Linked DNA regions of Mus musculus: all the other regions are linked to region 3. A link is a contact called in public Hi-C, HiChIP or PLAC-seq and Micro-C data. All regions are on one chromosome and are shown on one strand. Each heading gives the region's core, a stretch centred on a gene start, on an enhancer-like site or on the middle of the called end of the contact. The rest is flanking DNA. Distances are from core to core; before and after follow the strand shown.

Evidence for each region. A called contact is a pair of places that touch in the nucleus more often than the background predicts. HiChIP or PLAC-seq counts read pairs in DNA pulled down with a chosen protein or histone mark.
Region 1: a contact with region 3 is called in a Hi-C map of myocytes, with 2.9 times the contacts expected there. The contact joins two enhancer-like sites. A contact is called at or near these places in 1 of 15 datasets of contacts at CTCF or cohesin (CD8 T cells), 3 of 484 Hi-C or Micro-C datasets (embryonic fibroblasts, myocytes and nephron progenitors), 6 of 115 datasets of contacts at active chromatin or transcription factors (effector CD8 T cells, embryonic basal ganglia, fibro-adipogenic progenitors and 3 more) and 1 of 9 other capture datasets (embryonic stem cells).
Region 2: a contact with region 3 is called in a Micro-C map of muscle stem cells, with 2.6 times the contacts expected there. The contact joins two enhancer-like sites. A contact is called at or near these places in 1 of 15 datasets of contacts at CTCF or cohesin (CD8 T cells), 8 of 484 Hi-C or Micro-C datasets (the HL-1 cell line, the N1E-115 cell line, bone marrow-derived macrophages and 4 more) and 7 of 115 datasets of contacts at active chromatin or transcription factors (cardiomyocytes, differentiating embryonic stem cells, embryonic stem cells and 3 more).
Region 4: a contact with region 3 is called in a FOXA1 HiChIP or PLAC-seq map of pancreatic cancer cells. The contact joins two enhancer-like sites. A contact is called at or near these places in 4 of 484 Hi-C or Micro-C datasets (the 3T3-L1 cell line, bone marrow-derived macrophages, nephron progenitors and 1 more), 1 of 115 datasets of contacts at active chromatin or transcription factors (pancreatic cancer cells) and 1 of 9 other capture datasets (liver).

The regions. Positions count from the first base shown.
Region 1 is chr13:52,151,893-52,158,485 of GRCm38.p6, forward strand. No RefSeq gene overlaps it. Among named protein-coding and RNA genes, the nearest start is that of 4921525O09Rik, 58 kb to the left of the region's middle. Within about 2 kb of position 3,734, at least 116 of the 459 cell types and tissues checked have an H3K27ac peak or open chromatin away from gene starts, as enhancers often do. A contact at or near this core is called in myocytes, where this site is marked.
Region 2 is chr13:52,174,396-52,181,686 of GRCm38.p6, forward strand. No RefSeq gene overlaps it. Among named protein-coding and RNA genes, the nearest start is that of Gm33041, 45 kb to the right of the region's middle. Within about 2 kb of position 1,431, at least 14 of the 459 cell types and tissues checked have an H3K27ac peak or open chromatin away from gene starts, as enhancers often do. A contact at or near this core is called in muscle stem cells and trophoblast stem cells, where this site is marked.
Region 3 is chr13:51,973,908-51,981,094 of GRCm38.p6, forward strand. No RefSeq gene overlaps it. Among named protein-coding and RNA genes, the nearest start is that of Gm40948, 110 kb to the right of the region's middle. Within about 2 kb of position 2,099, at least 181 of the 459 cell types and tissues checked have an H3K27ac peak or open chromatin away from gene starts, as enhancers often do. A contact at or near this core is called in muscle stem cells, myocytes, pancreatic cancer cells and 1 more, where this site is marked.
Region 4 is chr13:52,110,421-52,117,467 of GRCm38.p6, forward strand. The region is part of intron 3 of 4921525O09Rik (RIKEN cDNA 4921525O09 gene); the gene reads left to right. Among named protein-coding and RNA genes, the nearest start is that of 4921525O09Rik, 17 kb to the left of the region's middle. Within about 2 kb of position 4,276, at least 65 of the 459 cell types and tissues checked have an H3K27ac peak or open chromatin away from gene starts, as enhancers often do. A contact at or near this core is called in pancreatic cancer cells, where this site is marked.

The sequences.
Region 1 (6,593 bases), core at 2,484-4,983, 180 kb after region 3:
ACTCATCCATCCGTCCATCTGCGTGTACATGTGCGCACGTATAGTGTGTGCACACAGGCAGCATAAACACGTGTTATCTCTCTTTGATCTGCTTGGCTGAAGTTTTTGCTGCAGAGAAAACCGGTTTGTCCAGAAGCTCCTCCGCCTCAACAGACTGTGCTGAGCTGTGCCCTTGGATGTGGGACGGGTGCTAAGACTGATCCCAGAGCTCCAAGTCTCAAAGAAAAGTGAGGCCAAGCTAGCCCAGGATCAGCAGAGTCCTGCCCCTTGGGAGGGTGATCTTAGTCACCACACTGGACTCAGCAGGCGGGGTTCTGAAGGGTCTGGGTTATAAAATCTGATGGAGTGTTTGAGGCTGCCTTTCGTGCAAGTGGTCTGACTTCTTGGGAGGTATGCAGGAGCAGCCCCTGCAAGCTTGGCGATTTCCAGAGAGAGGCACCCAGACAGAAAGCACTGGCGGTGTTCCCCTGTGCTTCACAGGCTGTATGGATTCCTTGCCCTTCCAATAATGATAGTGCCGAGTCAGCACTGTTATCTTTGAGAAAATGGACAGGGTCAGCCAGGATGCAGAAACACACACACACACACACACACACACACACACACACACACTCACACATGCACTCAATACTCAGTTATGCAGCAAACTTGGGGGCCTGAGGTCAAGCAGACCACATCTTCCTTCCTGTAGGTGAGAGTAGTTCCCAGAGGCAAGCTTTTGCTTTGGCCTGGCTGGGGGCAGCTGTATTTGGGGACTGAGGGGACCTCCCACTTGTCTTTCTGACTGGACAGCAAGGATGATGGAGAAGGATCTAGGTGTCACCGTGGGCAGTCACAGAAAGGTCATAGCCTGGTGTCAAGTCTCCACGGGAGGAACTTTGGCTGGCACATTGGGGTCAGAGGACAGTGACAGAATTCCAGCCCCTAAGCCCAGAACACAAAAGTGGAACTCTTTAATTCCTGTGTAATCTTTGAGAAGGAAAACACTCCCTCACCCTGCTGGCTCCATTATAAGGAGCCATGTTTGCACTGCCAACATCTTGGGGGCTCTTCTGAGGTTTGCAGGGTTATGTTGTTGTCATTGTTGTTGTTGTTGTTGTTGTTGTTGTGATTGTTGGTATTTTGTTTTGTTTTGAGGGATGAAGCAAACTATCTCCTAGCTGTTTTAGTAAGTCCCAGTCCTTCCAAGCTTGTTTTTAAAACATTCTTTGGTGGGAGCCTGGTTTACTGTGTCTACAGATCTGGGGGTGATTATGTTCCTCCTATTTCACAATTTCAGTTGATATTTGTTCTGCCTGGTTTGGCTTTTGGAAAGTAAGAGGACGTAACTGGCTTTTGGAGACTGTGGACCGTCCCCTCCCTGCCTGGTCCCCTGGCTCTCTTGTTCTGGGAATTGTACCTATTTATTGTCTCTGGTCACTTTACATAAAGAGTTTTGTAAAAGGAACGAGGGATGAAGGATGACTCTTAAGTTTCTTTTTTACACTGACAAGCGATTTCTTCCTTGGTTTGTGGTTGTGGGCCACATGAGAGCAGCTGAGGAGGGACACGTTAGCCAGGACCTGCCCTCCGTCTTTCCACTTTATTCTACATGCAAGAGAAGGGCAGAGATTGCCACAGCGTGGCGACGGCCTTCTGCCCAACTCCGTATCCCTCCAGACACGATGGCGTTGAAATCCACTCTTCATGCTGCTGTTGGTCAACATTTGAAGACTTGTTTATGAAAATATCAGGAACTGTCAGAACCCCACAGTAGGAAACCTTACCCCCAACACACATCAACCTCCGTTGTCCCTGCCCAAAATAACAAATCAGCTTCCTGGAAGGGCCTTGCTCAAACCTGGGAGCGACGTCAGCCTGCCCTCTGCCTGTGCGTATGAGGGCTGACCTTCTGAGATCAAACATTGTCCTGTCCAAGAGTCCCTTTGCCTAGAAATGTTCCTGCCTGGTGCAGATCCCTGTTTCCCTCAGCAGCCTGGCTGATTGTCTTCCCAGGGGGACTTGCCCAGTTCTGCTCTGAGCCACAGCTCTGCCAAAGTAAACCACATAGACTTACAAACAGTTTAAAATTCATTTTTCCTAGATGAGCTAAAGATGCATAAGGGAGAGAGAGGAACTTCATTTTTTTAAAAGTGTGTATGTGGGGGAGGGTCTTTTAGTATTATTATTAATAAGATCATGATGGTGATGAGAACAGGGATGTTTCAGAGGCTGGGGATGACCTGTCAGCTATACAAGACACATCTGTGACAGAGAAGAATCCATAGTGGCTCTCGCATACTGGAAGTCCTGGTGGCAGAGCTGAGAACCCATCACGTTGCAGGGATGTCAAACAGTATTGAACAGAGCTGTGAGCCAGGGTCTGCTGCTGGCACAGCACTTGGTTCTTCCAGACAAACAGGCCAGTTTCCCAGGATTTTGCAAGCAGCAGATGAGACCTGAATGATCACACACCAGATCTTGGCAGGGATTTGCTGTCCCTGTTTGCAAGATTGTCCCAGATTGGATCACAATGTACATAGAGATGGCTCTGAAATTCCCTCAGAGAACAAATTCCTCAATACAACTCTTCATCTGGAAATTTACCTAGCCACCCCCACCCCCGTCCACAAAAATGCTAACGTTTTTAAACTTGAAGGTGCATCAGAGGGGCCAGATGCAGTAGCAGACACATCTGTAAGCCCAGCATTCTTACAGTGAGATGGGAGGCTAAGACAAGGAGCCACAGAAGCGTGAGGGTCAGCTAGCCTTGGAGTGTGCAGTAGGGGACAGTAAGAGTGTCTCAGGCAAAAAGTCCCTGTATGGTTTAATAGGACCAGCAGAGGTTGTCCTGTGATCTCCACCCATGAGCTGTGGTATGCTTCCTCAGCCATGTTAATAAAGAGGGCAAGAATAAAAACAGTGATCAGCTGAACAGATTGGTGTTACCATTTATTTGGTGCATCCCAACACCCTGCTAGCATCTCTGTTTGCTTTGTGTCTGCACGCTCCACTCCTCTCTGGGGGGACGGAGAGTGCAAGGGGACTTGATTTTACTCCAGGGTGCACGTTTAGCATGGAAGCCACGGCTGCCTGCAGCAAGCAAGCAGGAGGGTGGAGGAGACTGTAGCCTCTGCTGGACACTGTGAATCGGTGCTTGTTCTGTGCTTACAATGAACATCATCACCATAGAAACCTGGCAAGAGCTGTGTAAGAGTCTGCAGCCTTCGCCAGATGAATGTTTTGCTGTTAGGATTTGCTGTGGTCCTATTAAATCATACGGGGTGTTTTTCTGCCGGGCAACAGGCGCTGTCATAAAATGCATCCATCATCAGATCCTCACGCCACCCGTTGACCAGCCCCATGGTGCGTGTTGACATAAGCGGGCTGCAAACGGCACCCACAGCTGCAGGCTTGTGACAGGGACTCCCTTGCAACAGGTGTATGCTTTAAAGGACCCTGAACCTGGATTTACAGTGAGGCCAGCTGCTGCCTTTGGGACTGACCATTTGTCATCTCTAGATGGGTCACCCTCCTAAAAGACTAGCTTGTTGGAAATTCTATCCTCACCCATGGGACCCTGTCATAATTTTCTTTTTGCTGGCTTCTGCTAGCAGGGAGAAAAGAAGCTGAACAGCTTGCCCAAGCTTTAAGTTACAAAATCAACCAAACAAAACACTCACTTAGACCAGGCAGTACTGAAACATTCCAGAGATCTGAGAGTCCCAAGGTTGGTTAGGAACAAGGTCCTTGCCTCCTCTGGCAGAGTCCAGAGGTGACACCCAGCTCTGCTTTGTACAGCAGAAAGCATCAGCTCTGAACACCATGGCCCGCTAAATGTCCTCCACAAGAAAAATATTGTGGGCAGTTTCTATTCTGGGAGGAACTTTTGGTAAACAAAAACTTTATCCGGGTGCCACTCATCACTGTACTGAAGAAGGGGAAAAGACTTGAAATAGCCAAGTGGACGATTTTGGTTGGCTCAAAGCCCGAGTTCTTCTACCAGCTTGGGTACTTTGAGACCCACACTCACAGAGTGCTCTTGGAGCTTCCTGACAAAGTTTAACTTGAGTGGCGCAGGCATGTACAGTTTTCTTTCTCAAAGTGAAAGTGACACGTGTTCAGAGGAGACCAGGAAGACGTAAGAATGTAAATCAATAAACGGTTTGCAGAACTGACCCACAACCTCCTGACCTATATATAACTGAAGGCCTACTGACTTGCGGTGTTCGTTCCTCTTGCAGAGAGACTTAGAGAAACAAGAGGAAACATTTGGAAGCTGGGGATCCAATTAATGAGGATTAGAGTCAGGTCTGGAAGTCCAGATGTCATAGCAACAGAATTAGGGTTAGGTAACATCCAGCTATATTGTCTTTCTCTAAGAAGCCTGGAGAGGCCAGAGGGAAGTGACGACCTGGGAAGGTGTGCTCTACCTAGGATCCCTCTGTCCTTTACATCGGTGGCTCTTGGGGGCTGAGGATGACCTTAGAGAACCTGCCTAGCATGCGTGAGGTCCTGAGTTCAATCCCCGGCACTGGAAGTAAAACAACTTACAAGGTCCAGCCAGAACTACTCAGCCTCCTTCAGTGTCAGGCACACACTTGCAGAGATGTATACAAGAATGCAGGGGGCTTGGGAGATGGGTCTCCATCCAGTGGGGAGCCCCAATCCCTAGGTTTGTGGTGTGGAGCTAGAGAGTCTTATGTCTCAGAACCTGCAGCTGCAGGGGTCTCAGAGTTCAACAGGTAGGGAGAAAGAGCCTCTTGGGCTCCAGCTCCCTTGGCTGACAGGGCTCTCTCACACAGAAGAGTTCACGCCTGGGCTGCTAATTGGATGGGTGTAGACCTTAGCTATCACAAGAGGATAGGCTAAGGGTCTCGTGGCCTCTTTCCTTCTTTAGGAAATTGAAATTACAGATCTAGACTAAGCCTCAGATGAATAGGAGTGTCCATCTCTGCACATGTCTGCTAGGGTGGGGTTGGGGCGCAGCCTCTGGGGCACTAGTTATGGGTCCACAGTGGGGATCCTGAGAAGCCTGGACTCTATCTTTGCGGGAAGCTTCAACCCCTAAAGCAAAGGTAGTATTTGGTCTCGGGAAAGACGCCTGGATGGAATTTGGGGTCCGGGCTCTTTCCTCCAGGCATGGGAGATACAGCACTGAATAAATATAGACAGGACTTGTGTTCTTGGAAGGATTTATTTTATTGTTGTTCTGTTTGTTCATCTTTTTTATTTATTTAAAGTCTTGCTATGTAGCCTTAGATGATTTAGAACTCACTGTGGACCAGATGGGCCACAAACTTATAGAGCTCAATCTGCCTCTGCCTCCTGAGTGCTTGGATTAAAAGCATGTACCACCCACTATATGTATTAGTTAGGGTTTTCCAGAATAGCAGAATTTATATATGGGACACACATATGCACACATGTGTATGTATGTGTATACATGTGTATGTGTGTGTGTGTGTGTGTGTGTGTGTGTGTGTGTGTGTGTGTGATTTATTGGAATCACTTACAGACTATGATCCAACTAATCCAACAATGTCAGACTATGAATGGGAACCCCAAGAATCCAATAGTTAATCCGTTCCCAAGGCTGGATGTCTCAGTTGGTCTTCAGTAGATGCTAGAGTTCCAGAGAAATAGGCTCTAATGCCAATGAAGGAATGGACTTGCTACCAAGACAAGAGCAAGCAGGCAAAGAGCAAAAGCTTTCTTCTTCCATGAATTTATATAGGCTTCCAGCAGGTGTGGCATGGATTATAGGTGTGTCTTCCTGCCTCAAGGTCCAGATCAAAGGTGAGTATCTCTCTACTTCAAAGGTCTAGACTAGATATAGATTCACCTCCCAGGTGTTCCCTTCATTTCTGGATTGTAGTTTTTTCCAGATGTAGTCAAACTGACAATGAAGAATGTCCATCATACAGTGGGAGGAAGATGTAGTCAAACTGACAATGAAGAATGTCCATCATACAGTGGGAGGAAGTGTTTCGGAAGAACCCTTTTCCCCAGCAGCTCACGGCATTTCTCCCTCTAGATTTTTTGATGTATTCCAGAATATTCCAGAAGCCTCTAGGACTTTCCACTGTCTTCCTGTAACCCAGGTTGCCCCTTAGGAAGGGAACACAAAGTGTTGCTACAGAAAGACAAGATTTCAAGTTCTCTTTGAAAGAATATTTAATTTCAAAACAGCACCAGGAAACCTAGGCTAGGCAGGGGACCCCATAGTATGACCTAGGATACCATCTAAAATCCTAGAGTAAAACACAGGGAGCAAGAGTCAGTGTACAGCTCAGATGAACAACTCAGCCCCATGCTGGTACTCCTATATATACTACGTATGGGCCTACAGTCTGGACAAAACAACTCTCACAAGGCAGAAAGCAAGTTAAGGCATGCCTGTTCCAGCCTCATGTCTGTGGCCATGAAACCTTGTGCAGAACCTCACCTTGCTACATCCACTCATGTAGTGACTCGCGTGACAGGCCTAGAAGCCTGGAAGCAGTCCCAAGGCAAAGAGTTTCATGGAAACTTAGCTTCCTGGAACCTTGGCATTCCCATAGCACATATGCTCCAAACCTATCCTGGAGTTAGTTTGGTGTATGGATCTGTCT
Region 2 (7,291 bases), core at 181-2,680, 200 kb after region 3:
ATAAATCTCTGTCCCTGAGCTATTTTATAGCAAGTCCAAAGAAAGCCATTGGCTTTGATAAAAATATTTACTGTAAGAGATTGGTATCTGCTCAGGACACCCAAGACCAAGTTCTCAGCACAAAGATTTATTTACCCCAGAGGGACAAAGGGCAAAGGGAAAAGATAGAAGACAAGGGAGAAGGGGAAGAGAACAAGGGAGGCGGATATTTCTTCAGGGGACAAAGGACTGCCTCTGGATAGAGAGGAGACAGTGGAACATAGGCAGATGGCAGTTTATAAAGGGAAACCCCATGTTAAGATGAAGTATTTAACTTTAATTGGGCATGTTAATTACGTGAGCCACAGGGGTGGGGGAATTTGATTGCTGGACTTCAATACTTTGATAGCTAGACCTTGGTGGCCAGCCTCAGGAAGAAGTAGCCAAAGAAGGGAATAGACTTTGAGGGGCTAGCTTTAGGGATATAACCTAACATTTTTCAGCAGGGTGGAGGAAATTGGGAAGAAGGGCAAGGCCTGGCAGAGCCATGCCTGTAACACTCGAGGTGGCCCGAGTCCCTTTACCCACAGTTGCATGCTTTCCTTTAATGGGCCAGAACAGGCCACATATCCATTCTCTGGTGGTGACCCATGAGAAGAGTGGGTTTTCACTGTTAGATTTGTCATGTGACTTTTCCTGGGACTATGTAAAAAATGTCTTCTCACCTTAGATAAGACACTGACAAAAACAAACCAAAGCAATTATTCCACCAAAGTCCAGCATGGCCAACCATGAAGTAAGCAGTTTCTTACAGAAGCATGGATGGCTTAAAGGTGGTATCATCATGAAAAACAAAATCGGGGGCTGGAGAGATGGCTCAGTGGTTAAGAGCACTGACTGTGCTTCCAAAAGGTCCTGAGTTCAATTCCCAGCAACCACATGGTGGCTCACAACCACCTCAGTGGGACCTGATGCCCCTTTCTGGTGTGTCTGAAGACAGCTACAGTGTGCTCATATACATAGAATAAACAAATCTTTAAAAAAGAAAAGAGAAAAAAAGAAAAAAATCAGCTCAGCATGTATAAAAGCTCATAGAAAGCTTCATCTCTGGACATCCCAATGTGACTTTTCAGGCAGCTATGTTGTTCAGAGTCTTATGTCTCCACCCATTGTTTTCTGTTTTCTAAAACCTTAGGTCAGGGCCTTGTGAAACTTGTTAGTTTCAGGAACTTCCTTAAGGCTTGTGAGTTGTTTATCTTCGGAGTCTCTTGAGCCTCCTAGATTCTTCCTGGAAAGACTGTTTCAACTCAGAGGGAATTGCTATACAATAGGTTTAAATGGACTGAGGATGGAATGGCTGTTAGGGAATTGAGCAGAGTCACCAATACTGGGATTCTGGGAAGCCAGTGACTCACTCACAGAACTCTCCAGAAATGCCTCTGAGCTGTATCAGCATGGGACTGGAATGAACAACAGCTGCTCTTCTTGATCCCTGGTGGCACTGGACAGGAGACTATACTGCATGCCATTCCAGCCACCTGCCTACTGGTGGGAGAGAGCAGCTGCTGAAGTAGGCACTGTCTACAGGGAGCCTTTGCTCTGCCCAGCTGTTGCATGTGCAAACAAAAACGTGTGTGCACCTTTCAATTTCTAAACGTGTGGTCACTCTTCAACTGCTCAGTGCTCTCCTATAAAAATTAAAATTGGGCTGGGAAGGAGGTAGTTTTTGCCTTTCCTCGATATTGGTTCTCCTTTTTGCAGAATGTTATATCAAAAACTCCTTCACTTTTACTAGTCTCTTTATGGGAATGAGGGTCTCACTTCCCACAGATGTTCCTCAAGGAACAACATCTGAGGTTGACCTCTGGCCTCTACCTGTGCATGCACACTTGGGAATGTACATGCTGACATGTGCGCCTTCACACATAAACGTGCACAAACATTTATACATATACCCTGCAAAATGTATTAAAAAGAGAAAGATGAAATATTTAGGGGCCAGAGCTTTCTACTCAGTGAGAACTTTAAGGACGTTGTTAGGATTTGGATTTTAGCTTCCAAGAGCCCTAAGCTGGAGGATTTTGTAACTATGTGACACAGCAAATCCCACAGTGTATGTCTCTGATGCAGGGGATGTAACACGAGTTTCAGAAAAATAAGATGTGAGGCTATGAGGTCAAGTGTGTTTAGTTGCCCTGGCTAATAGAATAAATAGGTTTCTTTGCCAAGAGTCTACTGAGAGCATCCTACATCTCACACACAGCAATGGCAGATACTGCTGTGTGACCTCAGTGGACCCCTGGCTGTGTGTATATCCACAATTCAAATGATCCAGTAGCCCCTGACACAACAGCAGGCACTGCCTCATGTTTACAGAACCTAGTGTTATGCAAACATGTTTGAAGTGTTTCTGTGGCCGAGAAAGTTTCTGTTCCAGGTGTCTCTTGCTGAGTCTGATTTCAAAATGAGAAGATGTCTTGTGGGACAGTGAGCACAGTGGCACTTTCTGGGGTCGAAGGGGGCATGCAGCTGAGTTGTGCTAAGTGAGGCATCAGGATTTGGTCAGCTAGCTGACCCCTCTGAAACCTAAGTCCCCCCAGGTCACTGATCTATCTGCCCAGAATACTTACCAGAGATTCTATTTTAGGTTAGACCTGGTTTTGTTAGCCACCTGATCCATCAGGAGTATTCATGGCAATTGGCTGGGGACCTATGAAAACCAACAAGAGGTTAGTTCAGACATCCTCAAAGATCTACAGATAAAGGGTTTACTGAACATGGTAAGCAATATGTTAATTAACTGTGGATATTATAATTGAGTTATAGTGTGTGTGTGTGTGTGTGTGTGTGTGTGTGTGTGTGTGTGTGTTGTCCTGGATAGTCTTAACTGATATATATAACTTGACACAACCTAGGAAGTGCTCATGAAGAGAGCCTCAACTGAGAAATTCCCTAGATCAAACTGGCCTGTAGAGCACTGTCTTGATTGTTCATTGCTGTAGGAGGGCCAGCTGAATGTGGGCAGTATCATTCCCTAGGCCTGGTCCTGGGTCACGCATGGAAGCTACCTGAGTATGAGCTTGTACAAGCCAGCGAGCAGCAGGTCCTTCTCAGTTTCCAGCCACATTGCTGCTTTAAGAGACTCTAAATGCCCTTAGACTGTCATTCTTCTGAGGAGCTTCCGTCGCAAGGTGTTCATGCTCCAGACACATTCTCCCAGGTTCCTGTATTGCCAGGAACTCCATCTGTGTCTCAAAGGTTCTCTGGGACAGTAATGGGATGCTGGCTCTCTTCCTCACACTTAGCACACCGTTGCATGTGGGCAAGCTTGGTGCAGATAACCTTAGAGGCATTGGTATTAACTAGCTGACTAAAACAGTTAGGGACACACTGTATCTCTCTAGGTATTTGCTCTTAAAACTATGAAGACCTTGAGGGCTGGGGAGATGGTTGAGTTGGTAAAGTGTGTACTCAAGCGCGCACACACACACACACATACATACACATACATGTACACACACACATACATACAGACACATGTACATACACACATATATACACACACGTACATACACACACATACACACACACACATACACACATATACATACACACATACACACACATACAACACACACATACACACACATACACACACACACACAGAGCCTTGGTAACTTTGATGGAAAGAGCAAAAGGCAATATGGAGATCTTTTCAAGCAGGCAGGCATAAGGACTTGAAGACATGTTTAGGTTCCCATCCTGCCTTCTCTGGGAGTTCCCAGTTACAGTGACTATAAAAAAAAACCATAGCCCTAGCAAAAACAGCTGGCAACTTCATCAGACTAAATTGGTAGTCCTTGCAGAATACCATTCTAGCCTAAGACTTTATATAATACAACAAATTACTCTTTTACTTATTTTTTGTTTGTTTTTGTTTCAATACAATGTTTCTCTATATAGTTCTGGTTGTCCTGGAAATCACTCTGTACACCAGGCTGGCCTTGAACTCATAGATCCCCCTGCCTCTTCCTACCAAATACTGGGATTAAAGGTATGCACCACCACTACCCAGCAGGACAAATTTTCTTAAATGATGCCTGCCTCGTTGGCCTTGATGTGTAGAAATAAGTTATGAGGTATCAGCACATGACTAAAGATGGCCGTTATTAGGTAATCTGAGAGTGATGCTACTAGTCACAACTTCTGAAAGAAAGAAATCATTATGGCCCATTTTCAGGGTGGGGGTGCACTCAAAGTTTACTACAGAGTCAGAGATAAGCAGGAGGTACAAGACCCCTCTCTGCCCTAGCTGGTATCTGACATCTGTGTGTCTCAGAACTCTGAGAGTTGAGAAGTTATAGGCAGTCTCCTATGTGATTGAGCCCGTGATCAGGGGAAAATCTCAAGTCCCAGGATATCTCATCTCTAGAATCCCAACCTGTAGAAAACAGAAGGCTATGTTTCTCATGGCCAGTGACTTTAAAAACCACTGACTTGTGCCCAAAAGTTAGCCAGCCCTTTGTGCTTCTTTCTTCTTTGCTGGTTTCCCTCGCTACAGGGTGGCATGTTAAAAATGGGGTTGCCTTCTTTAATTTGTTACGGAGTAAGGAATTTATTTCCCACACCACAGGGTTGTAGGCCGAATGCCCCAACACCTGCAATCTCCTGTATCAAAGCCCTAACTCTCAATGCAATTGTGTTTAGAAACAAACCCTCTATGGGAGTCACTACATGAGGTCATAAAGCAGGTCCCTGGTACAACAAAAATGATGTCCTTACAAGAGATACTGAGGTAGCACTGAGCTGGCCCCCACCTCCTCCACAGATCCACAGATCCACATAGAAGATGTCATGCCATCATAGTAGGGCCTCTCCTTCCCAGGTATCTTGATCTTGGACTTCCCAGTCTCTAAAACTGAGAACTAAATGTCCACTACTTATATCATGTAGTCCATAGCCCGAGCAGATGTATACAGAAAAGGCTGCGTATGCTCATCCTATTTGTGACCTATGATAATAGCAAAGCTTGCAATGGCCCCATCTGCAGGCTCAAAGTTTAGTCCCGGCTTGATGGCTTCTGATTGTATTACCTACCTCTCGTCCTTTATATTTGTTCTTAAGCAGAATAGCTATGGTCTTGTTAAATCTACACTTCTCTTCTCTTCAATAATATTCTATCATCTGGTAGTTCCATACATTTACACGATGTATATTGATCTCATCTACCCATTCTCTCTCTCCAATTCCCCTTAGGGTCCCACCCGAAATCTCTCCTAATTTCATGCCCTTTTCATATTGTTTGGTTTTATTGGTATTAATCCCTCAAGTCCAGTTAGTGATGTCCCCAAAGGAGAGGGATTGTCTCTCTCTCTTGGCAGCAATTGGCTGTCAATCACTTCTCCAATAGTGCTGGGCTTTAGGACCCAACCATGTTGGGATTTTGACTAGCTCGATCTTGTATACGCTGTCTGATTCCTCTTACTCGTGACTATTTCTTCTCTTGTGGGAGACTCTCCTTCCCTGCTCCTCCTGGGTACTGATTTGGAGGAGTAAGAACCCTGCATGTGACCCAAGGGGCATGGTCTGTGCTCAGAAAGGCTGCTGGAGTTTCACACAGTAAAACCATGACAGACACTGGCAGCCCCAGTTCCATGTATTTCAATTCCCTCTGGGTTTATATGAACTTGAAAGATTACATTTCTGTTTTGTTTCGGTGTTTAGAGTCATGTGACAACCTTTGGATCACGTCAATTGTCAATCTCCTGTGTCCAGCCACAATGTCTTTGGAACAAGGTGTCCTGGTGAGAGGTTGTGCAATGAGTCTGTCTACGCATGCTCGGGCATTGCAGGACTAGAAGAAAAAGGTCCCATCTGGAGACCTGCTTTGCAATACTTTCCTCTTCTAACCACATCACCTGACAGAATCTAGAAGATCCTGCTTTGGGTAGGTGAGACCTAAATGCTTTTGTCACCTTCTTCTATTCCAGTGAGGAGCTGAGTGAGATCCAAGAAGAAAATGCTTCCTTCGGTATCCTGGGTAGGTGCTCCTCCAGAAGCAGGGGTTCTAGGAAGAGGTCAAGACAAAGAGTGGAGAGAAGGATGCCCATAGCCTTTCTCAGAGGGGCTTAGATTTGGATTCTATCTCCCACAGCATCATCTGTGACTGCCTTGCTCTTGGGTAAGCGACACACTCTGGGTTAGGGTTAAGGCTAGGGCGAGGGCTAGGGTGAGGGCTAGGGCTAGGGCTAGGGCTAGGGCTAGGGCTAGGGCTAGGGCTAGGGCTAGGGTTAGGGTGTTGCCGCTCCCCTCAGTGTTCTCTCACTTGAAATCGTATCAGTGACAGTATAGCCTGCCCAAACAGCTTCTGGGTGTGCTCCTGGCCCAAGGGTAGGAAAGGGATCAAGAACTTCCAACTCAACCCAGAAATGTGCAATCCATTAAGGTTGCTTTGCCATCCTTGCCCTTTGCTAAGACAACAAGTCTTGCCAGGAAAGTAGCACTTACCAGCTCCCCAAGCACACGTGACCTCAGGGGTTCACATGCCCACTTGAGAGAGCAGAACCCACTTAGCCCATGAACTGTAGTGAGAGCATCACTCCCCACCCAGAATCACAGGTGACCCCATTTCACATGTCTCTGAGACCAGCTCTTGACAGTCCTCTTTCTAGGTATCAATCAATTGTTTCATGTTTCTACATGTTACATAAACTTTCCACTGTTCAGAGATGACTCTCCTGGCGACAGGAATTTTCCAGATGGAGGATGGCAAGCCAAGATCTCACCCCTTTCTTTTCTAAGCACAGTGTGTGAAGCGTCTTCTCTAGAAGAAACTAGTACAGCCAGGTCATCGTCACTCCATGTAAGATGGTAATTGCAGCAGTCAGTGCTCAGCTTGACGTTCTGACACAGGACTAAGGTATGGGCTCCATTTCTGCATAGGTAACTCATTGGCCTACTGAACCAGTAAGTGACACTCATGGACCAGTAAGTGACACAGTTACTTTTATTCTCTTGACTGACACATTAGTGGGCTGAGCTCAACATGTGATCTAGAAAACAATCGAAAAGCTAACATCAAGGACTGGGAGTTCTGCTGAGGAAATGAGTTCCTGTCCCAGAACTCATGCTTTGTTTTGTGAAGATGGAAAAACATCTGTACGGTGCTACACTCTGTGGGAAAACCAGCGCTCGGGAAAACGGGCACAGAGGGATCCCTGGGGCTCACTGCTCAGCCAAACTAGCATATTTGGCAAACTTCAGGCCAGTAAGTGAGCCACCAACAAAAGGTATGCAGAGAGCACTTAAAGAA
Region 3 (7,187 bases), core at 849-3,348:
GTGTTGGTTCAGTGGGAGATAGTATCTCCAAAAATATTGAGGAGTAATGGTCTGCACCCACCCGTGCCACATATGCACACCCACATGAACATGCACATACACAAACCATAACATAGTATATAAAATAGTATATACACATACACAAACCATAACATAGTATATATCATGTATACCTTACCTCGGTATAAAGAATCAGCGAGGCTGCTGGCCAAGGTGGCCCTCAGCTCAGTGTGTGGGAGATGCTAAGGGCAGGGTGCAGTACTCTCTTGTGTGGCCCACACCTAGCAGGTGCCTGGACTAAGTTGTTTTGAATGGGACACAGTGTTCTTGGTCAGGTGTGAGCACGGGTCGCCCAGGTCTTCATGGTTCCATGTGGTCATGAGCTTCGGGAACCTGGCCTAGCAGTGCCACCGGAGGGCCTCCTTCTGACCAAACACACAAATGCAGCTTTGGCAAGCAGCCCTGAGTAGGTGCTGGTCCAGGAGGGAGTTTCCCAGGTGCGGGGTGGGGGTGGGGGGGTGGGGGGCTGGGGGGGGGCAGGTGCTCCTCCTGAGGATTGGTGGGTTATTCTGTTCTTTCTGCAACTACAGGTGTGCCCGTTTGGAGGTGAGTCAGTCTGTGTGTTGGTCTACACTGCAGCTGCTTGAGTTTCCTCTGGGTCCCCCTTTGCATCCGTCTGGTAGCATTGCTACCTAACCTGCCTAGCCCAGGGCACCACTCATGCAGCCAGTTCCCAGGCAGACAGGGCTCTCAGTGGAGAAGGCTCAGGTAGTGTGCAGCCAGCCCGAGCTTTGATGCAGAACAGGAGAGGCCGCACTTTGGTTTTCATACTTAGGCTCCTGACTGGATCTCAATGAAGCCACAGCCCAATCCCCCAAACAGGGTTCCCAGTGCACTATGAAGCTAGCTGCCAGCCCAGCCCAGCCAAGAACCCTGGAGGCTGCAGACACATGTTGGCTCTCTTTCAGGACTTGTGGTGGTCTTCTTCCCTCCCCAGTCTCGCAGGTTTTATTTGAAAGACCTGAGCCCCAGCTTTCAACTCCTTCCTCAGCTCTCTGATAAAAAGCAAACAGAATCAGCTCTTACAGCTTTGCCTGGAGCTGAGGCTCACACCGCCCACAAAGGCAGGCAGGCCATCAAAGCACTGGAGCTCAGGTGTGTGGCCTGAGACCAAGGTGCAGGTGGGAAGGAGACTGTGTGTGTCCCAGCAATGGCTCTGGCATCCTCCAGGGTCATTTTCTTCAGCTGCGGCCCCTATGCCAGGCCTGTGGCCACTGCCCTGGCTGTGCCTGACCTTCTTGCAGACCCGTCTTGAGTGCCAGCAAACCCTGCAGACAGCCTGATACCTGCAGACAACATCTTAATTGCCCTGTAAGACAGTTTGGCTGCTGAGCCCCTTTTGTGGGCAGGCACAGTTTGAACTTCAAAGAGTTTTGTAAAGTTTACCACAGCCCTAGGAGCGACAGGATAATTTTGGTGTCGTTGGAGAGGAGGCTTGGCGGGGCTCCTAACTCTGCTCTGGTCTACAAGCCCCAGGGGCACCCTGGTCTGTGGGACTCACCCAATGAAGCCCTCTTCCCAACCAGGGAAGGCCGCCAACTCCGCTTCAATGGCGCCTGACTCCAGTTCTACCACAAGGCTGGGCCAGGGCGTGGGTTGGAGACCCAGCTGAGTTCCCTGCTCCCCAGAGACCTTGGAGGAAGCAAGCCACACACCGGTATGTCTGGAGAGGCGTGTGCTGATTCTCGGGCTCACCCCAGGAAGAAAAACCTGTGCCTCTTCACCTTCCAAAGCAGTGAGATGTCAGAAGATAACTCACTCATAAACCAGGAGATGGTAATCCTGGAGTCAGACTCTGCTGGACTTTGGGTAAGGGTAGCATGGCACAGGCATTCTCAGATCCAGTTTCTCTACCTCAGCAGTGAGGCTGGCATTTGGTGGTTTACTACCTCTCTTTGGGAGGAGGCATGCCTGTGACATGCCTGTCCCCGACTCTCATGGGACCAGGGAGCATTGAGCGTCCTCTGCCTGGTGGGCTCCCAGCTCCTGCAAACAGAGGCTTCTGACTGGAGTTTGAGGAATGCAGGGAGGCCTGGGCGGAGCTACTGCAGACTAGGGGAGCCCTGGGGAGCAGCTGCCACAAACTGGAGCAGGGCTGGACCTTCCTCAACTATGGCAGGAATGTCAGCATGTACTCTTTGGGGTAGGAAGGCTGAAGCAGCCATTTTTAGCAGCTGTGTGGCCCAGCCCTTCCTTTGCCAATACGAAGGGCTGGGTGGCTCCAGGCCACAGCTCTGGAATGTGACAGGTCACACTGTACTTTATGGTGGTGGCAGGGGACAAAGTATGAAGAAGCCAGGAGGCAGAGGGAGAGCATGCATGCACCCAGGGGACCCGCCCTGCCCTGGTAAGACTCTTATCAGCACACTCCAGCTGTGCAGAAGCTTGCCCCCCCCCCCCTTCCTGTGGACACAGACCCTCATGCCTGCCCTGCAGGCCTTTGGCCTTCGAGAACTCTCAGAACCAATTGAAAGGCACCCAGTGCTGTGGGGCTGGTGTGCAAGGCGAGGCCTTAAAGTATCCTGAGGACTACTTGCTGTCCCCATCCATGGTCACTCTGCTGGCCAGCTGCCAGCCTCCTTAAGGATCCTTTAGATTAAAACAGGTTTTAGAGGCAAGCAGGCTGAGATGTAATCTGACTTCACCTCCAACATGAATAGGATTTTTATTGTTTCGCTGATGGTTATTGGAGAAGGGGGTCTGGGGACAGTGACTCTGGGGAGGGTCGGTCTTGGGAATGGGCAGGCCTTCAGCAGTGAGATGCCAAGGAAGAAAGGAAGACTGGGGAGCTCCAGCTGGCAGGGTTAAATATTGGAGCCACGGGCTGCCTTAGGCCTTAGCAGAAAGCTGACACAGAGAAGGTGACAGCAGGACTTGTTCCTGCTGCTAGAGGGGACAGAGGGCGGACTGACAATTTGCTCAGAGCCTGCAGCAGCTTCCCTCTCCTCCCTGCCTTTCCTACCTGGGTCAAAGTGGCTTTTCTAGGTCACTTTCACAACAGTCTTCCTTGTAGCTGGCCCCAGAAGGAGAAGGGAGGCTTCACGCTGGAGCAGCTGCTGCCAGGGCCCTGCACAACCCTGGTGGTAGAACAAATCTGTATCAAGATTAGCATACAAAGGAAGCTCTTTCCCACCTGGCATCAGACAACAAATGGAGCACACTTAGTTTGCAGAAAAAGAATGGAAGTCCTTTCTCACCCATACTTCACCCACAAACGAAGCATGGGCAAGAAGCTGTGTAATGTCCTAGAAAGGTCTGGTGCCCTGTGGCCCAAGCTTTACCTTTGGCTCACTGGCTCACTTGTACCCTAGTCTCAGGGGTGCTTTCCCTTTCGTAGCAAGTTATCTTTCTACTTCTTATTTTATGTTTAAAATGGTGTGTGTCTGTGGTTATGAACATGAGTATAGGTACCACGGAGGCCAGAGGAGGGCGCCAGATTTCTTGTAGCTGGAATCACAAGTAGTAGTGAGCCACCTGACAGGGGCGCTGGAAACCAGACTCTGGTTCTCTGTAAGGACCGCAAGTGCTCTGAACTGCTGAGCTGTCTCCTAGTCACTCTTAAGCACCACGTCATCTCTGTGTCCTTGGTCCAATTTATTGTCTGCAGTCACAGACACAGGAAGCTAATATATCAATAGGTGCACTGGAATCCCCCTTCCCTCAGTGGGTGCTCTGGGACTCTGATTCTCATCTATAGTACCCACACATCACTGTGGGTCTTGTCCATCTGGTGTGTGTGTGTGTGTGTGTGTGTGTGTGTGTGAGAGAGAGAGAGAGAGAGAGAGAGAGAGAGAGAACATGCACATGTATAGACAGGCAAACAGATAACCAGAGGAGGGGGGTAGGGGATTATGGGAAGTAGAGACTTGGAGAGTCAATGTCCAGTGTAGTGATGATGGATACCATATCTTACTGAAGGCCTGATACTGAACTGTGGTTATGAACTGATACTGTGGTTATGAACATGAGTGTAGGTACCACGGAGGCCAGAGGAGGGCGCCAGATTTCTTGTAGCTGGAATCACAAGTAGTAGTGAGCCACCTGACGGGGGCGCTGGAAACCAGACTCTGGTTCTCTGTAAGGACCGCAAGAAGGTCTGAGAACCAGGACACCGAAGTCTAAAGACAGAATTGGGAGCTCAGGTCAAATACAGCACCTCTCCCTCAGCCCTTGTCCTCCATGAAGGTGGTCAGCACCTGCAGTCTTGAGGTGTTCTACTGATTCCAGTACTCATTTCTCCAGCACTCATCTTTCCAGCAATGTCTTTCCACATGTACCCAGAAGCGATGCATTCTCGGACATCAGGGCACCTATCAGCTCAGATAAGCTGACGTAACATCAACCTTTCCCCTCACCTGTTCCTCTGAGGTCCCAGTGGTCTGAAGCACCAGGGCTTACCAATCTCTGAAATGGATTTGATATTTTCCCAGAGTGGGCCATGGATGTTCTGAGTGGGGTATGCGTCGGAGACACAGGCTCACAGGAGGCCTTCACAGACTGCATGTTGGTTTGGCTAAAAATCTGAACGTGAAACTTCCCACCACAGGTTCATGTGTCTGAACAATTGGTCCTCAGATGGTGGTGTTGCTGGGTGGGGGGTGGGAGTGAGGGGTTGTGGAATCTTTAAGAAGAAGGGCCTTGCTGGAGGGAGCTGGTTACTAAAGGTGAGTCTTGAGGCCTAGAATAGCCTGGTCTACTTCCTGTCTGGTTTCTCTTTTATCAGTGGTTCTCAACCTTCCTACTGCTGTGACGCTCTAACACAGTTCCTCATGGTGCGGTGACCATAAAATTACTTTCATTGCTACTTTATAACTGTAATTTTGCTACTGTTATGAATCGTAATATAAATATCTGCTATGCAGGATATCTGATATGTGACCCGCAGAGGGTTTGCAACCCACCGGTTGAGAACTGCTTATCTCTGTAGGCGAGAACAAGTAGCTTCCTCAGGCCCCTGTGCCATGATGCTGCCTGTCACCGAGACTTCCCCACTACAAGGGACTGCATCCCTTTAAACCATGAGCCAAACAGCATCATTTTTCTGCTAAGTTGACGTTTACAGACATTTGATCATGGCAACGAGAAAACCAGTTAAAATATGGGTCCACAGAAAGGGAAGCCCAGGAGTCAGGATTAAGCAGAGATTTCATAGCAGGAGGTCCCTGAAGCAAGAGTCATACTCATGACCATTTAAGTTCATCCACAAATTGCACTGCAGGAGTCATAGGCTGTCATTGGATCCTTAGAATGTCCACAGACACCCTCTGCTTCATCATGGAGTGCTTGAGGACTGGTGTCCTAGCATGGCTCCCGTACCTCTGCAGGAGTCCAGCGGGGAGATACACTGTGTCTCTGGTGTTCTGTGTACATGTTACAGGCTTCTGCCCTGCCTCTTCTTTTATGCACTGTTCTGCATAGTGCTGGGTCCTCTGGGCCAGGGCTGTGACCTGCAAGCACCACCCCTTAAAACACCCTGTGGTAAAAAGATATCAAGGTCTGTCACTGTATGCTGAACTGTCCTGGAGTCAGCAGGGCGTGGTGTTCCTGGACCGTTTCCAGGGTGGCTCCTGGGACTTTCTTCTTGCTCTCCTAGAGTGTTCTAGGAGCTGACGTAGTCACCTTGTTCCTGGGGCTAACTTAGCATTCAGAGTCTGTGCTAGAACAGAAGTCCAAAGGCCTTCGGGGAAGGTCTGGGAGGTCAATGCTGGGTGGCTGGTGGAAGAAGGGAGGAGAATGAGGGAGGCATCAGCTTTGTTTGGGACACAAGGCTGTGTGTGTTCACGTGGAAATGTAAAAGACAGACAGTGACAGTATCAGCCAAGGCAAACAGCACTGAAGAGTGGGTGGAGCCTTCTCCAAAGTGTGTGTGTGTGTGTGTGTGTGTGTGTGTGTGTGTGTGTGTGTGTGTGTGTATGTGTGTGTGTGTGTACATACACATATGCCAATAGGGTATGTGTATGTGCCCATAGGTGTGTGTGTGTGTTTGCATGTGTAGTGCCCACAGGGTGTTTGTGTCTGTATCCATGGATTCTGTCCCAGGAAGAAGCATGTGAATACGCACAAATACATACATCTTATGTGCATTCACATGCATCCTGTAAATAGCATATACAACACACACACACACACACACACACACACACACACACACACACACCTTGTGGGCATGCACTCACTGTTCTTCATTTAGCATTGGTGGAAGTCTGACCAAGTCATTTCTTGACTCTTACAACAGTATGGTGGAGCAGCATCCTGTATACAAGTAGACTGTATCTCACACGGTTGCCTTGTTGGAGGTCATACAGGATTCAAGACTGGGTGGTCAGGTTTTTAAGTCCATAACCTTCCATCTCCTAGCCCATGTCCCTGGTGGCCCCTTGGCTTGTGTGCTAAAGATAAGGCTGGGGCTGGGGAGGCAGGCTGGACAAATCAGAGCCCATGGAATGCTGAGCCACAGGCCAGTTCTCCTCTGGCAGTCGGAGAAAGGAGCCTGCATGACACCTGTCATTTGGCCATCTGTGTGGTGAAGGTGGCTAAAGGCCAGTTGTCAAGCAGCTGTTGTTGAGGGAGGTCTCTTGTAATAGGGTGGGCACCAGATGTGGCTTATGGAGTCAAGAGAGATTGGTCCTCCACAGCAACTCCATTATTTCCTTTGGTTGAATGCAGCTGCTCCCCCCCCCCACACACACACAGCTGGGCTGCTGGCACAAAGGGGAGGGCTGCAGGACCCCTGGTGTAATGTACTTGGTGTTGAAAATTTGTCTGGAGCTGTTTGAACTCATTGAAAGGCTGGCTTGGAAAGCCAGGTCACCTCCCACCCTCATCTCAGACCCGAGCATTTTTGTCTCGGAGTGCCCTCCAAGACCTCCTGTCTGGGACTGAGATGCCTCCAAGCTCTGGGGGCAGGGAAGAGAAACCAGCAAAGCCACCCAAGGGTAGAATCATAGGTCTTTAAACCCAGTCTAAAGGCAAACCTCTTCCAACAGAGGCTACTACTGTACTGTGTGATACAAGAGTGTCTTCATTAGGAGAGAAACTGTAGGTTAGCATTGGGAAGCTGAGCCATGGAGAGAAAGCTCAACCAGGAACACTAGCTGACTGCCTCAACTTCCCAAGTCAGTTTCTGC
Region 4 (7,047 bases), core at 3,026-5,525, 140 kb after region 3:
CTTTGCCCTTGCCTAGTTCCATACTCTACAGCCCGCTGCTGTCAAGGGACCAGTTAATGCACGTGGTTCCTGGCATACGGTGGTTTGAGAAAGTTATCTTTTTTTTTTGTTTGTTTGTTTGATTTCATGATCGTTTAAAGAAACTATAGGCAATCAGAAGAAACCATACCTCGGGTTTTAAATGTTTGTGTTTTCAGGGATAGTGATGTCCTATATGACCATTTTTTATGTAAGATGCTGGTCAGAGAGAGTAGGCTGTAGGCTGTAGCTTCTTGTAGGCTCCAATAGCCCTGCTCCTCCCCCCACCCCCGGGGGGGGGGACACTGATGCTCTACTGCTCTGTGCCTGCTTCGACGATGTTCTCTAGTTATGGGGACACAACCCCATCAGAAATCGAAGTGCACCAGTCCTTGAGAAAACAATGAACTTGTTTTCCTGCAGCTGAGGCTCAGACCTCTAGCTGAGTTCTGTGTTATCTGAAGTGTTCCAAGAAGGACGGAGCAGCCTTCTGCTTCGTGGTCTGGAATGCAGCCATCTGTAGGTCTCAGGGAGCGGCCCACTCGGCATCTTTCCAGTTGTTTCTCCTGGAGGAGAAATCTAGAAAGTTCTCCAGGGGCACAGTTCACTTTTTAAAGCTCCCTGTTTTTAAACTTTTATTGCTCATGTCTAAGTCTGTGTCTTTATGAGCTATACAGGCTGCACGTTGAGGTAGGCGCATCTGTGGAGGCCAGAGGTAAATGTCAGCTGTCATTTCTCAGTAAGCACTCACATTATTTACTGAGACAGGATCTCTTGCTGAACGTCACATGCTGATTTCTGGTAGACTGGACTGAGCAGTGAGCCGCCAAGGATCACTTATCTCTGAGCCCCTACCCAGTACTGGGGTTCCAGGCATGCACCAACCAGACGTGGCTCTTTATGTGGGTGCGGGGATCCAAGATCAGATGGTTATATGTGCACTGTAAGGACCTTACCCCCGCGCCTCTCCCCAGCCCCCTCAGAGCTACCCACGGAACGTCTCCCCAACACTGTTGAAGCTCTGTCCTGAAGACTGACTTATTTGTGCAGTTATCACCTTGGATGACTGACTTGTTGGGTTTTCCCAGGGCTAAGCGTTCTGAGCGCATGGAAAGACAAGAAAACCTATATTCTTAGCATCCTGCTGAGCAGCGTCCTAGATGGGTAAAGAGTCTGTGTCTAGCATAGTGGAATCAAGTCTGTAGGGTGCCAGGGTCATCAAGAGGATGCTCTGTGGGGACTCTCTTCTGAGGGGACATGATATACTCTCAGGGAATAAGTCAAATAGAGAATGGTCTTTTCACCATTGTGGACCTGACTCTTCCCCTCCTTGCTTCACCCCTAGCCAGGAACCTCTTATGACTCGGGACAGCTATCCAGGGGAGGGATGGAAGGTGGGGGTGGCTAAATAAGCACCTTTGAGGTCACACTTGCTTTTCTGACAAGTTCCCTCATGCCTCTCTTTTCTTCCTCTCAGCATGCATTGCAGGTAGACTGTGAGAGTGACTATCCAAGGCCATCACAAGGCCAAACCCAGTTCTGCTGCGTGCTGCTTGCTTTTCTCCTGAGCGTGCCCGTGGGGATGTGTTTGTTCAGTGCTGGGACTTTTTTCTGTGCCTAAGGCTGTTCAGAACATTTTTGGGTTTTATATCAGTCTGAATTTAGAATCTTGGAGGAAGAATAAAAGCTTGCTTGCTTACCTCAGGAAAGGCGGGACTAGAGGACGGGAAGTGACCTCACCAAGCTCTGTTTCCCATCTCTATTTCCCTGTTTCTATGTGTCTTTTCCCATATACTTATTCATGTGTGTTTACACATATATGTATGCTGTGTGAGGATATGCACATGTGCGTCTGAACATATGTGCGTGAGTGCGTACACACATACACCCACCCCACACACACCTAGTCTTTCCCCCATAATGCAAGCTAAGTGGTCCCACATCTATGCAAAGCTACTTTGGCTACATCAACATGCAGATGTGAGGGATGTAGTAAGATGGAGGTGGAATAGAGGGTATGTATGAACAGGTGGATCACAGAATGGTCTGAGGAACCCCAAGGTGCTCTTGTGGCAGCAAGCCACTGCATGGAGAGAAAATGATTGTTAGAAAAAGACACACACCAAGTTTACCCTGCATGCAGGAGACAGACTCAGGTTGATACTAGAGTTTTCAGGGACTTAGGCGACTGGTGACTCCTTACTTAGGCAGGGAGCCAAGGCGATGGGAGGAGAGAGACCCTGCTCTCAGATAGAGGACATCGAAGAGCAAGAATGACATCAGAAAGATTCAGGGGACATGAAGGATTTGGGAGACTGCCCATCTGGAAGAGCCCCAGAGCATCTTTGGGAAGCCTCCAGCCTCCCATCCAGATGTGAGGTAAGAGGCAAGGGAGCAGCAGAGGAAACAGGAGAGCAGAGGCAGGCACAGGGTGCCTTGGGTGCAGCCCTCAGTGAAAGAAGAAGGTGCTAAGGTCACAAGGGGGAAGGGCCCTAGGTCAAGGTCAAGGCCGTGTGTGTGTGTGTGTGTGTGTGTGTGTGTGTACTCACGTGCGTTCTTGCAAACAGGTACCATTAGGACTTTGATCTGGGGACACAGTTGGAGTGTAAGGACCTAAGTTTGGATCCTTAGAATCCATGTAAAACCTTGTAGTGGTAGCTGGCATTTATAAGAGCAGCACATCTCAGGCGAGCTAGGAGAGGCAGGAGAATCCCTGAAGCTCTCTCTGTCAGGCCAGCTACCATGGTGCTAAATACCAAGAGACCCTGCCTCAGGCAAGGGGAAAGATGAGGGCTAACAGTGGAGGTTGTCCTCTGGCATCCATATGCCTCGTGGCACTTGCACACATGACCGTGCATGCACACACAAGGGCACACATTCATGTAATCATTGACTCGTGTACACAGGCACACACACACATACATACATACATACATACATACATGCACATACACAAGTATACATACACATGCATGCACAGAGAGGAGGGGGAGGTTACAGGGCTTTGGGGAGAGGAGAGGAAGCTGGAGCCCAAGCTAGAACATTCCTTTTCCTCTCAGGCTCTGAAGAGTGCAGTAACCCCATTTGTGAGGAAGATGGGCCCACTCCCAGTGAAGTGGTACCGACAGAGACCAAGGGTTTGTGCTCTGACCAGATTGTCCTCAGATCAGGAGTGGGCTGAGCCATTCTGAGCACAGGCTGGTACAAAACGTCTCTCCCGTGGCTAACAGCATGGGCCGTTGACCACACGCGGGCATGCTTGTGCTGCCTCAAAAGCACTTAGGCTGCTCCTCCCCTCCCTTTCTGCCTTTAGTGCCAGAAGAGAAATTGCCTGGTCCTCATGCAGCCTGCTCATCTGAGCTGGCAGCTTGCTGGCTGGCTGCAGATAAACAGCAGCAGGTAGGAGGCAAGCGTGCAGTGCTGGCTCCCGAGTGGGAACTGTCATTTCTGCTGGTCCTGTAAAACTAGGAAGGGAATCCTATTTCTGCTGCATAGTATAGGTTCCCAGGATGCAGCCTGCCCCAGTGTACAGGTGAAGGTCCAGGTGGGCCCCACTTTGTAACAGTGGGTCCACAGAGCCCCTTCCGTGCTCTTGTGTCTGTCCCCCCCCCCCCCTTTGGATGAAGTACAGGATGAATCTTTTTTTTTGTAGTTACAAACCAAATTCTTTTATTGGATATTTTCTTTATATACATTTCAAATGCTATCCAGAAAGTTCCCTATACCCTCTCCCCGCCCTGCTCCCCTACCCACCCACTCCTGCTTCTTGGCCCTGGCATTCCCCTGTACTGGGAATGGGCCTATAATGTTTGCAATACCAAGGGGCCTCTCTTCCCAGTGACGGCTGACTAGGCCATCTTCTGCTACATATGCAGCTAGAGATATGAGCTCTGGGGCTACTGGTTAGTTCATATTGTTGCTCCACCTATAGGGTTGCAGACCCCTTCAGCTCCTTGGGTGCTTTCTCTAGCTTCTCCATTGGGCTTCCTGTGTTCCATCCTATAGAAGACTGTGAGCATCCACTTCTGTATTTGTCAGGCACTGGCATAGCCTCACACGAGACAGCTATAACAGGGTTCCTTCAGTAAAATCTTTCTGGCATATGATCACGAAGGATGAATCATTCTTAGGGAAAGGCTGTTGGGTGGAAACGTGAGAAGCCAGGAAGATGTGACTTGCCTGCAGGCGAAACCCTGCACAGAGTGTTCTCCTCTGCAGAACTTGGTTCCAGCGAGAGGCACTGGGGTAAGGGTGTTCCCTCCCTGGAGGCTCCTCAGTTCTACTTGGCAAATGTTACCAACAATGTGCTACCATGGACTGTTCTAACTTGAAATCTACTCTTTGGTTTTCTGCTCTCACGGCCCAACTGTGTTGTCGGGGAGCCTTGAACCCCTGAGTGGAGAGAAACATGCTGTATATAAAATGGAGGAGCAGAGCTGGGGAGAGGGATGCTGTTGTGATTGGATGTGAACTGTCCCCCAGGCTCACGTGTTTGAACATTTGTTCCTCGTGAGAGGACGTTACTTGGGAATATTGTGGAACCTTTAGGAAGTGGATCCTGGCTAGAGAAAATGAGTCACTGAGGCGGGCTCTTGAGGTTTATAACCCAGCACCACTTCCTGTTTAGGCTCAGCCAGTTGTGACCGGCTGGCTTCCTGTCCCTATTACCCATACCTTCCATGCCTTCTGCAGTGACTTAACCACAACAAAGGCCCTGTGTCCCTTCAGACTGCGAGCCAGAATAAGCCTTCTTGCCTCAGGGATTTGTCATGTCAGGAAGAAATGTCACGTGCTTGTGCTCACACAGGGTGACTGAGCGAGGGATCTTAGCAATGCCGTTTTCCAAACTCCAAAGTTGTCTTAGCACATCATTTATGGGCACCCTTCTGTTGCCTATGAATCTGAACTCTGGCTAAATATGCCTTCCCCATGACAGAGGTGCTTTTGCTCAGGAAGTCCAGAGCCTCTTCTCACTGTGGTCTCCATTGCCCTCCTGAACACACTATCCCACTGGGCAGCATGGCCTTCATCCTCCCGTAGTACTCTTTACGCTGCTTGGAATCCAGGTGGGGCAGCTCAACAACTTCACCATCACTTACTGACATAAATTTGGTTCACATGGGATCCTGCCTGGTGAAAAGCCATGCTTTCTGGGGGTTGGCAGCTGCTCAAGATAGCAAACAATTAGAGACAAGGGACAGGAGTCAAGGGACTTTGGGTGATGTACACACCAGTGGGAAGCCCGGCCAAGGAGAGGTTCCATGGTGCAGGTCACTTCCTAGTGCGAAGGAGCAGTTTCCACCCCCAAAACTGCGAGGGTGGGGCCTCCACTTCCTGTCTTGTCCTTTCTATAGAAGGTCAAGGACACTGGAGACAAGATGTGACCACTTGGAGTGCTCTTCGAGGGTGTCTGATGAGCACCCCTTGTGGGCTGTGTCACTGGTGAATGAGGGACGACTTAGAACTCAAGTGTCAAAGCCTTGAGCAGCAGAGAGCTCACTTCAGGGGAGTTGATAATCTCGGTGGGGGGCTGCAAGGCTAGGAAGACCAAATACTGGGAAGACTGGGAGCTGGGAGGCTGACCTTGGCTAGCCTTGGGTCAGAGGAACCAGGCTAGACTAGACTGGGGGGGGGAGCAGCTCTTCTGCAGCCCATTTGCTGGGTTAGCTTTGAACTGGTGTTCCATACCAGGTCACTTCTCAACACCCAATCAGCTCTCTTTATCATGAATGTATAAACCCAGCTACTTGTATATGTGGATATTTCAACCCCATTGTGCAATGTGTTTTGACTCCCTGCCTGTCTCTTCCTTATGCTTGTCTTTAGAGGAGCTGAGGGTGCTGTAAAGTATCTCCAGTCCATGCAGGGGATGAAATCAAACTGGGCTGGGTCCCTGGGATTGGTTCTAGGCCAATGGAAGTGTGCTGTTTCCTTAATTCATGCTTCCTGGCCCAGTGGAGTGGCCCAATGCTATGGCGCCAGCTGTCCTATTGAACTCAGGGGGGTCTGAAGCAATGTGTGTCCTGGGAATAGAGAGTTTAAGAAACAGGCATTTTTCTCCACACCCAGGCATCGGGAGCCACACACAGACTACTATCCCCTGACTCGACAGCTCCTCCTTCCCAGGGGAAAGCTGTATCAAGTAGAAATTAGCACTGCGTGTGAGCCAGGAGAATCCTCAGCTGACCAGCTTCACAGCTCATGGATGTTTTAGTCTCTACTCTTTGGTAGTAGCTCCTTCAATCATGGGCAGCGTACATATGGAACTAATTTTTCATTGGTCTAAAGCAGAGTTGACCTCCGGTTCCATATTTGGGGGAAGTCACGCACTCTGAAGGGAAGAAGAAATGGAAATAAAACAGTTTGCCACACAAAAGGCAAAAGACCTGGAGGGATGTGTTCCGGCTTTTTACAAAAGCTGCTGTGTGGGATTCCGTGGGTAAAGAATTATGAGAGGAGCAGGCCAAGAGCCTGCCTGCATCTCAGAGATAGTGCCAGTGAGAGCCGTGCCCTTGGCAGCTCTCCTACAACCCTGTCACCTCTGCTGTCAGGCTGCCTTCCAAGTGTATTATAACAGCTCAGGGCAGGAGGGAAAAAGCAAGGGTGGGCATCTCAGCCATCCTCCCAGAAGGCACTGATCTTGCTTGATTGTAGAACAGCCCAGCCAGCCCAAGCATGGAAAGTTGTGTCTGTCACTTGAGATGGGAGAGCCTTTGGGAGCTGGGTTCAGTGAGAGCGTTTTGAGTCACTGAAGGGATTCTCTGGGAGAGAGCTGTAGAATCCCAATGTTTCACACCTGCCAGATTCTCTCTCCCCCACCCCACCCTCTTCCTTTGGCTGCCTGGTTGCGAAGTGAGTTTTGTTCTACTGTATACTCTGGCCATAACGTGTCACTTCGGGCCTCAAACAATGGAAAGAGTGGAGTGTGAACCGAAGCTTCCAAAACTGTGAGCCCAACTGAACCTTCTTTGCCAAGAAGCTGCGTTTGGGCCTTTGTGAGTGATGGTAGGCCAACTGACATGCTTGTCT